Linked DNA regions of Sus scrofa: region 2 is linked to region 1. Evidence: chromatin contacts called from public Hi-C data. All regions are on one chromosome and are shown on one strand. Each heading gives the region's core, a stretch centred on a gene start, on an enhancer-like site or on the middle of the called end of the contact. The rest is flanking DNA. Distances are from core to core; before and after follow the strand shown. Region 1 overlaps PDK3 (pyruvate dehydrogenase kinase, isozyme 3). Region 2 overlaps PCYT1B (choline-phosphate cytidylyltransferase B).

What was found. Hi-C and Micro-C count contacts between places; a contact is called where the count stands out from the background.
Region 2: a contact with region 1 is called in a Hi-C map of skeletal muscle, with 6 times the contacts expected there. The contact joins two enhancer-like sites. A contact is called at or near these places in 2 of 47 Hi-C or Micro-C datasets (psoas muscle and skeletal muscle) and 1 of 2 datasets of contacts at active chromatin or transcription factors (skeletal muscle).

Annotation. Positions count from the first base shown.
Region 1 is chrX:20,544,217-20,549,372 of Sscrofa11.1, reverse strand. PDK3 (pyruvate dehydrogenase kinase, isozyme 3) reads right to left here. Exons shown (of 12, transcript XM_021080538.1): 3 at 3,736-3,807. Among named protein-coding and RNA genes, the nearest start is that of PDK3, 61 kb to the right of the region's middle. Within about 2 kb of position 1,897, at least 3 of the 83 cell types and tissues checked have an H3K27ac peak or open chromatin away from gene starts, as enhancers often do. A contact at or near this core is called in skeletal muscle, where this site is marked.
Region 2 is chrX:20,701,975-20,707,291 of Sscrofa11.1, reverse strand. All of the region lies in intron 1 of PCYT1B (choline-phosphate cytidylyltransferase B), which reads left to right. Among named protein-coding and RNA genes, the nearest start is that of PCYT1B, 38 kb to the left of the region's middle. Within about 2 kb of position 2,956, at least 2 of the 83 cell types and tissues checked have an H3K27ac peak or open chromatin away from gene starts, as enhancers often do. A contact at or near this core is called in skeletal muscle, where this site is marked.

The DNA of each region.
Region 1 (5,156 bases), core at 648-3,147:
TAGGAATTTAAGTCACCCTCTAATATTAAGCCTCAAGCCCCAAAGTGGTTTAAAAGATTAAAATATAAAAGGGTGAAATCGTAGAAAAGAAAAAAGAAAACCAGGTGTATAAGTATATAACCTTGGAGTAAGGAAGGCTGTTCTACGTTTAATACCAAGGGCAGGAGTTCCTGTCATGGCTCAGCAGTTAACGAACCCAGCTAGTATCCATGAGGACACAGGTTTGATCCCTGGCCTCACTCAGTGGGTTAAGGATCCTATGTTGCTGTGGCTGTGGCACAGACTGGCAGCCACAGCTCCTATTGGACCCCTAACCTGGGAACCTCCACATGCCGTGGGTGCAGCCCTAAAAAGACAAAAAAAAAACAAGGGCAGAACCCATGAAGAAACAAGTGATAGGACTATGGAGGACTACAGCAATTTTATGGGACACACACTATAAAGTCAAAAAACAAAGTGAAGACAGGTAAAAATATATTCGCAAAAGTTACTATCCTTAGCAAAGGAAAAGATGACCACTCCAACAGAAAACTAGGCAAGGGGCTTGGTATCAATGGAAAATTTTCTAGAGGAAACGCCAACACCAATAACCTCACCTTCAAAACAATAAAAGAAAAGCGAATTAAAGCAATGCAACACTACCCTCCACTAATCAGACTGGCAAAGCACAACCAGTGTGAGGTAGAGTGTAGGAGCATAACAGAGGCATTGGTAGGGGCAATTCAGCAGCATGTATCAAAAGCCCAAAGCAAGTCACTTCACTGCCAAGGAACTGATTTTAGGCAAATAACGGATTACAAGGCCAACAGCTGTATTTTAGAGGTGCTATTCAGAACACTGCCTGTAGTAGCAAGAAAACTGCAAACTATTCTAAAACCCAGTAATGGGAGGTCAAATCACATGACATCTTCAGATGGACCATTATGAAACCACTAATAATGCCGCTGCAGAGCTATAATGCTGACACTGTTATTTTTGTAAAAAATAAATTCTATACATAGAAATATATATGCCTAATTAAAAGGATGGATGGGAGGGAAACGTTCACAGTGGTTGTCCCCTTGTAATGGTAATTTGGAGTGACTTTCTTTTCATACTTACATGAAGTCTTATTTTCTCAACGAAATATTTCTGGAACAAACACATGTATACAAAGACAGCAAAGATGAATAAATCAACTCAGATATTAGAAGGTCATAATTACTTTTTTTTCTTTTTAGGACCACACCTGCAGCCTATGGAAGTTTCCAGACTAGGGGTCAAATTGGAGCTGCCATCTGCAACCTACATCACAGCTCACAGCAACACCAGATCCTTAACCCCCCTGAGCAGGGCCAGGGATGGAACCTGCATCCTCATGGATGCTAGTTGGGTTCTTAACCTGCTGAACCACAATGGGAACTCCAGAAGGTCATAATTATTCACAAGACATTTTCTAATGGACCATTTGTCTTTTACATAATGTTCTTTCCAACCTATTTGTAAGTTAAGTATCTCTAAGCTAGAACGTTCATTACAGCAGAAAAGGGCCTCCACTTATCTGAAGGGAGGAGACTTGCCTCAGGGGTTCAATTCTCAGAAAACTTCCCCAGTCTTCTGGGGCCCTTTAACCTTTATCATTACGATAAACATCCTCCACCAAGGCTGCTTTTCTTTTTAAATGACTTCCTTGTGCTTGCCTCCTATATAACATCTCACTGAACAGAAAAGGCGGCTGGCTACCGTGAGAACTCCCCAGTCCTTTCTTCCCCATGAAATCCCACGTCCCCTAACTAGATTCATGAACCTGGGTAGGTTCCCGAAACTCACTGAGCGAGAGCCATTAGCATTAGGATCTTGCACACACTGGATCCAGCACTTGGCAGTTTCCAAAGCAGGCTCACATCCATAAATTGCATCTGACTGATAACCTGTTCCAGAAACTGAAACAGGACTCCGGGAAACACAAGAGCAGAAATTTAATATTGCAGGCTGCCAAAAATCCACATCCGAAAATTTGAAGCTAGAAGGGTCAGCCCTAGTTTGGAGGATATTGGCCAAAATGTCACTAGCTAATGACTGTGGAGAAAACAAAGCTTCTGGATTTGATTCATTTAACTGTGGTCACTGAAATGACAACGAGGGCTTATAACAAGGAAAACACCACGGCTGGATCTCTAATCCACATTTCATAAACCCATCAACCAAATACCGAGCAGAGTATAAAACAGGCCAGGACTTTTCTTCCCCCTTTGCATCTCCATTTACAACTCAACTTGAGCTAGCTACTGGTGACTTAGTCAAGGAGTCCTGGCTGTATGACACACTGTAAAAAGCCATGTACCAAAGAAGAGGAAACATGATTTACAGATCCAGCCCTGCTCCTAACTCAAGTTACAAGCTTGGGAAAATCACATCCTGGACCTCGGTTTCCTTATCTGTGAATTGAGAGAGCTGGGTTAAATGCCTCGAGCTAAGGTCACTTATATAACATGGTGTTTCTTCGTTCTTTTTATGGAACACCTACATGTAAGGCACCTGGTGTCACAATTATGTAGGCCAAGTTTCTACTTCGAAAAAAATTCCTCAGCACAACAGGCCTGCCATATGCATTCACTGATGGGTACTTGAAAGAAGAGGAAGTAAGATGAAGGGGATAGTCAATTTCTCTTGGCGGGGGGGACCCCACTCAAAGCTAGGGTCAGCTCTGTTAAATGAAAGAGCTAGGTTAAATGAAAAAGAAACACCAGAAATATTTTCCATCAGCATGAAAATTTAGCAGTCTCTGTGCATAATGGCAGCAAGAGAATTCAGAATGGTCATCATATTAATAGCACACTCTTTTTATGCTGCTCCAAAATAAAAGCATCGTTTCTCTGAGCTCCAATGTAATATTGCATTGAAAACTTAGAAACAGGAGTTCCTGCTATGGTGCAACAGGATTGGCAGTGTCTCTGCAGTACCAGGACACAGGTTCGATCCCAGGCCCAGCACAGAGGGTTAAAGGATCTGGCACTGCCACAGCTGCGCCATAGATCCCAACTGTGGCTTGGATCTGATCCTTGGTCTAGGAATTCTACAGGCTTCAGGGCAGTCAAAGGAGAAAAAAAAAAATCTAAAAATAAATCGTAAAGGACTAAATAGATACACTCATGTATACACAGAAGCCAGTGCATTCTTAAAACGACCACTAGGTGGAACATTTACTGCAATATTTATAGTGAGTGCCCAGCACCAGTTCACCAGGAGCAGAAGTATTAAGAATTAGATCATGGAGTTCCTGTTGTGGCGCAGCAGAAACGAATCCGACTAAGAATCATGAGGTTGCGGGTTCAATCCCTGGCCTCGCTCAGTGGGTTAAGGATCTGGCGTTGCCTTGAGCTGTGGTGTAGATCGCAGACGTGGCTCAGATGCCACACTGCTGTGGCTCTGGCGTAGGCCGGTGGCTACAGCTCTGACTGGACCCCTAGCTTGGGAACCTCCATATGCTGAGGGTGCGGCCCTTAAAAAAAGGACAAAAGACAAAAAAAAAAAAAGAATTAGATCATGAAGTAATTTGAAGTGTTATTAATTCTCCTGGTATTATGTTAAATTCTTAATTTGAATTTTCAAAAACTGCAGTATTGTTAGCTATTAAGAAGCCTAACACTTTCATCCAAATTATACTTCTTGGTTTGTAATGACATGAGTTCCATTTACCAAAACGTTTTTTACCTAGGTATTTTGACCTTGAGGTAAGTTGGGGACCATACTTACTTATCTAAGACCTGTGGATCTTCAGGGCTCTTGTTTTCATATTCTAGAAGTTCAAGAAAACTCTGCATATACCTGAAAAAAAGAGAAACTGTGTTAGTTGTCTACCTACCACCCATCCTCCTTTCCCTCTTCCTAAGAGTAAGAGTACTTTAAATTTCTGCCCAGATAGCCATCCAATCTCCTCCACCCTCATGTAGCCCAAGTGTTTCAGGGGAAGCTGATACCACGCAAAGCTCCTGAGTAGCCCAGGTTTTCTCTGGGTAATTCTATTTCTCTTGTCACTAATTCCTAATTAGTCCGATAGTCCTGGTTTAAGCCTGTCACAGCTTCACATTCACCTGAATGGACACTATGGCCCCAGTTCAGGCCAGAAAAATAAGGGAGCAGACTCACGGGTGGTCTTTGGGAGAGAAAGCAACTCACTCTGCTTTGGGACGGTGTGGTGTGTGGACGTAAAGCTTGGAACTGCTGCAACTATTCTGTCACCAGGAGAAAATCCAGCCAGAAAATGAAGCCGACCCCATGGAAAGCAAGACCTTCATAATCTCGTGAATCTCTGAATCAAACCAATACCAAAAGCTCATCCTCTGACTAGATCTTATAGTTCCAATTTATTGCTTAAGTCAGGTTTAGATGGGTTTTCTGCTATTTGCTAACACACATATCCTAACTGATACACCAAGTCTGTAATTCGATTACCTAAAAAAGTGCATTTGAAATTTAAGAAGCATGTGTGTGACCCTGACATGCATGCTAAGAACTTAGAACTAAAGAAAGTTCCTTATCAGAGTTAAACTAACTTCCTCAACACATAATGGAGGAGAAAAATGCCTCTTGGGCCCTCGGCTTCTGGACACATTATTATTATTTGCTTTTTAGGGCCGCACCCACGGCATATGGAAGTTCCCAGGCTAGGGGTCAAATCGGAGCTACAACTGCTGGCCTACGCCACAGCCACAGCAATGCCAGATCCAAGCACTGTCTGTGACCTACACCACAGCTCAGGCCAATGCCAGATCCTGAACCCACTGAGCGAGGCCAGGGACTGAACCCGCATCCTCATGGATACTAGTCAGATTTGTTTCTGCTGAGCCACGACAGGAACTCCACGGCACATTATTTTTATCATGGCCCATATCTCAATCAGGGCCACGATAAGAAATAATGTGTCCAACATAAAGATCTGGAGAAAAGAGGGAAGATGGGACTCAGGTGGGACTCAGAGAGGACCTTACGGCCAGGTCCTTTACCAGACAGGACCTGCTGGATCTGGTGGGGATTCTGAGATTCCAATTACTTAGAGGCGTATGAGTGCTGCTTTGGGTCTTAACATGTCCTAAAAGAACTATCCCTTATTCCAATTATTTCTAATAATTAATTACTACTAATCCTACTATCCTGCTTTGGATAGAGGATGAGGG
Region 2 (5,317 bases), core at 1,707-4,206, 160 kb before region 1:
TAGCAAGAGTGCCTCAGGATAATCCTACTACAGGGTGATTTTAGAAATTAACTGACCTTGAGCCATCCTATCAGCTTCTTAGAAGGAGTAAAATAGAAGAGCTATAATTAAATCTATTAGAAGTCTCCTTATACCTGCCTGTCTCTACATGAAATCTGGTTAAATTAATCTACTTTATCCCAGTGCCTTTCTAGGAATACCATTTAACAAGCCAATAGAGGAAGGATCATGAAAAGAGGACAGAGATCTCAAATATCTGAGAGATGGGGGTGCCAAGGGCTAGGTACATTCTGTGGAGGGACTATCCAATAGAACCCAATGCAGCCGAGAGATCTCATGAGATCACAAGGGACAGTCTCCTTTGGATTTAGAAAGATGATGTCAGCGGTGATGTTTCAGTGAAGTGGTGTAAGCAGAGGCCACACAGGTCGAAGAGCTTTTAGGAGGTGGGCAAGTAGAAGTTTGACTGAGAGGATAAGCCTATAGAATGGGTAGGACTCAAAGATGGATAAATCAGGGTTTAAGATTGAGAGAGGCTAGCTTTTCTCTCCTCTTCTTTTTTTTTCTTTTGTACTTCCCTCCATTCTTCTTTTCTTCCATCCATCCACGATGCCAAAACTTTTGGTTGGCTCATTCTTTTAACATGGTAGTGACTTGCCCTTAAACATAAATGGGAAAGAGTCAGTGGTAGAAGGTGGAAGCGATGGGGAAAATTAATGAGGGGAATGGCCCTTAGACTGGAGAGGTTGGGCTCCAGTTCACGAGTAGAAGAATTAACTTCAGGTGGGCAAAGAGACGCTTCTCCCAGCATGGTGGTCAGGAAGCTGGTAAGGGTATTTAGGATTAAGAATATGTTACAAGGGAAAGAGTAGTGAAGGTTAAAAGCCTCTCTTATCTGATAGCTTCTGTTTTCTCTGAAGGTGGAGGCCAAGCCATGGTGTTTGCTTCTGGTAAGTGCAGAATTGTAATTATGGGATAGCCTGGGAAGTTGGGTCCAACCCTAGGCTATTTCTTGGCCACAGGCCTCCAGGCTGGGGTGGGGTGGGGGAAAGGGTGGTAGGGGAAGGTGGAAAGGCTGAGTGGTTCCTGATGAGGTGTGCTTGCTATTGATGAGAGGAAATGGATCTATTTCTTTATGGCCTCCAGGCTTCCATAGCAACCCCCCCAAATCAAGGCAGATCCAGATCTGTAGCTCCAGGGGCACTGGGCTGGCCCATAACCGAAGGGCAAGGTCCTGGCAAGACAAGTCTCTGCTTGCTGGAACCCACCATCTCATTCCAACATCAGCTTTGCCATTGACTTAATTATTGCATGGGCTTGAGCAAATAAATCACTTCTCCTCTCCGCACCTCAATTCTGTCACCTACTCTGGGTTGGGTAGCTGATCTTTTCCAGTTCTAAGACTGTGATTCTAGCTTTCAGAGCCGTGGAACGTGCCTCACCACAGGGTGCTCTGTTTGATCTGATGCTCATCAAACATCAGGGCTACCCACTTCTTACCTCCCTTTGATTTTTACTCCATTTTGAGTAAAAACAGCTTGAATGATCTTATGGTAAGACACATTGGCTAAATATGCATAATGAATGTTCACAAAATAATTTGGAACTTTATATTAATGTCATATGAGCCACTTTGTCTTCCACTTTATACTTCAGATGCTTGGTTGAATGTATTCTGAATCATACATTGAATGTTTTAGTCATTGTTCAAAGAAACCTGTGTTGAATCTCTTTTTAATGTGAACAATAGCCTCCTAATTGATTTATTTTATAATACTGAACTTTAAAATATTGAGTTTTCCTTGAGGCAGAGCAGTATGGCATTGAACTGTGGCGGCCTTTCTCTAGCTGATGCTGCTCATCTAGGACTTATATTTGGGGTTTAAATCCAACAGTGGGTCAGGCCACAATCCTGTGACTCTTGTATCCTTCACTGGTGCCCACGAGAAGCTTCCTGGTGCCCCTTAGTGAAATAAATGTAGACAGATGAATTCTATCTGATTACTGGAGGCAGGATGAAAAGGAGAGAGCAAGGAAGGTAAGAACAACTGAAGTAATTGCAAGCTAGGCCCGTTTTCTTTGAACAATCTCCCAGGTAAAGCCGCTACCTTGCTAGGATCTGATTACGCGTTGCTGGTCTCAGACCATAGCATTATTGTTTTAACACTCCTACCTTCCTCATTATCCCAGCATGCATCACGTTGTATGGGAGGCTGGGGAAGCTGACCCTGCTTGGGGATAAAGAAACAGTTTAGCACTCAACAGTCTTGAAGGCACACTTGAAAGCTCAGTGATCGGAAAACAAAGCAGCAAGCCCCGAGAGTGTGTGCCTGCGTCATAATGTGTGGGGCCACGTGGGGCCAGCCCGCTGAGCAGGATTCCTTTTCTTAGCATCTCCTCTCACCAAAGTCTTTGACTTGGCTTTTTTGTTTGCCACAATAACAACAACAACAATAGGTTAAGGGCTGTTGAAAGCCCGCTCCTGGCACTCACAGGCTTCTGTGCTTCATCTCTAGTGGGCCTGAGATTGTAGGCACAGGCACCTAATACTAAATTGTACTGTACCTCCAGATTGTTCAGCTATAAGGTCATGGTTCTGTACGGGCTTCAAGTCTAGAGGTCTCACTTATTTTCCTCCGTCGGCAGGTGGGGGAATGGAACAATCTTTATGGTGCATATTGTCAGGCACTGTGCCGGATGCCTTACGTGGGTTATCTCGTTTCACCAGGCTGCAGACCTATGAAATAAGATCTATTCCCCATGTGAGAAATAAGGAAAGCAAGCATTAAGTAATTCCCCAAAGATCAAATGCTAACTGATAAAGCCGGGGTTTAAATTAAATTTGTCTGATTTTTAAAGCCCCTGCTGCCACGACTCACAGTTTTCCCACATACGTGAGCAGGGGTCACCTGCTCAAGCTCTCGGGTGATTTAGAAACAAGATGTGTTTGACTGCACTTGGAGAAGTGCTGTATTTAGCTCTCCTGTGTCACATTTGCTGCTTTCAGGACCAGGAGTGGAAAGAGATCAGATGTCTAGGCTCTTAGTAGTAAATTTAGAAATTCAAAGTAAATATATTTGACCCAGCACTTGTACTCCTAGGAAACATGCACATCTGGCCTCCAGAGACTGGTGTTCGGATGTCTTTAGCAGCATTATTCATAATAACCTCGAAGGGGAAACTACCCAAATGCCCAGCAGAAGTAGAATAACAAAACTGTAGTGTATTTACACCATGTAATGCTACACAGCAAGGAGAATGAAGAGTCCAGAACCACCCGCACAAATAGGGATGCGTCTCACAAACAATATGAAATCAAAGAAGCCAGACACAGAAGAATATACACTACATGATTCCATTTCTATTACACTTTTTTTTTTTCCATTTCTTGGGCCACTCCTGTGGCATATGGAGGTTCCCAGGCCAGGGGTCGAATCGGAGCTGTAGCTGCCAGCCTATGCCAGAGCCACAGCAACGCGGGATCCGAGCCGAGTCTGTGACCTACACCACAGCTCACGGCAACGCTGGATCGTTAACCCACTGAGCAAGGGCAGGGATCGAACCCGCAACCTCATGGTTCCTAGTCGGATTCATTAACCACTGCGCCACGATGGGAACTCCTCTATTACACATTTTTTTTTTTAACTTAGGCAAACTATGATGTTCAAAGTCAACAGAGGAAGGAGCACAAGTTGGATGCTGGCACTGGTGGGTTACCTGATCTGGACGCTGTGTGTGTTCAGCTTGTGAAAGTTTACTCAGTCACACACTTAGGGTCTGCCCTCATTGGTGTATGGATATTATTCTTGAAGACTAAGTTTATTCTGGCCACCGTAATAGAGGGTGTGCACTCTCTGATAGGTTTCCCATTTGCAGACAATTCTGGCGATCTCATAGATAACACTCTAAGGAATACTCTCCTATCCAACCTACAATCACAGTGCTTGGCTGCTAACAGAGCCGCAGTGTGCTCAGTCCTGCCTGGGAGAGAACAAAGGTAAGCCCTTGAACTAAACTTGGCTTATTTCTAGGACCCTAGTCAGTCAAGCCCTCATCAGGTAACCTGTGAATTAAAAATCCATGCTGCCCCATCCATATGCATTTTCTAATGGCCTGGTCTCACTGTTTCCCCGACTCAGAAGGGCGTGGATGGAATTGGTTAACTAGCAAGGGTGTCTCAGGATAATCCCGCAAATTGTAGAAAATAACTGACCCTGAGCCATCCTTGTCAGGGTGGCTCCAGGGAGGTTTTTAAAGGGAAGAAAAATGAGGAGTTGTAGTTCAAGCAATTAGAATCCTCCCTATGTCTGCTAATCTCTGTATGAGATCTGGTTAAATTCATCTACTTTGCCCTACAAGCTTCTAGGATGTTACCTCAAGAAACAACATTTTGAGAGTCAACAGAGGAAGGGCTATGAAAAGAAGACAGATATTTCTCAAATAGATGGAAGATCAGGGTCCAAGAGTAAAGCAGTCACCTCATTGGCAGGTATTCTTACACAGTTTTTCTGTGTTTGTGTTATATATATATGTATGTATGTATTTTGTATATAATTTTATGTATATATAAAATTAAGGAAGTCATACACTTTGCAGAACCAATCTTCTTTGGAAAATCTTTCTTTGTTGGAACATCTTTAGTGGTTCAGAAAAAAAGGGTTTTATTATTGAAATAGAATCTAGCAAATACCTCAAGCTGAGACATTAGAAGTATCTGTGCTTCCATCCAACTGTATAGAAAACCGCCCACACTACATAATTTGTTCTAATGCTTGTTTCTTCCAATCTTCAGCAATGTTTTCTATATGTCTTCCAAATATATTTACTGACAAAGGAATGCGTTTAAGTTTGACATCATTTTTTTTTCTACACATTAGAGCAGCCCGTTTTACTGTGGCATACAGAGCAGGTGTTTCTGCAATGGTATGAGACTTTTGGTTTTTCTCTGTTGAATTGTAGCAACTTGAAAAAAGGCTTCTAAACATTATCATTACATGGAACACTGTTTTGTGAAGTACTGGATTGCTTACCACACATCTTGAAACATTGCTGAAAAAAAATCAGAGAGGTTTGTCTTTATGTTCTGGATGCTTCCCTTGAACGTATCATGGTTATTATAACAGCTTCATTCATTGCATCAGTAGCTAATATCTCGCGGTGAAGTTTAATGCTGATAGCACATATTTCAAATAGTCTTTTTGTTTGTTTGTTTTGGCTACACTCGCAGCATGTGGAAATTCCTGGGCCAGGGATGGAACTTGCACCACAGTAGTGACCTGGGCCGCTGCAGTGACAACACTGTATCCTTAACCCCCTG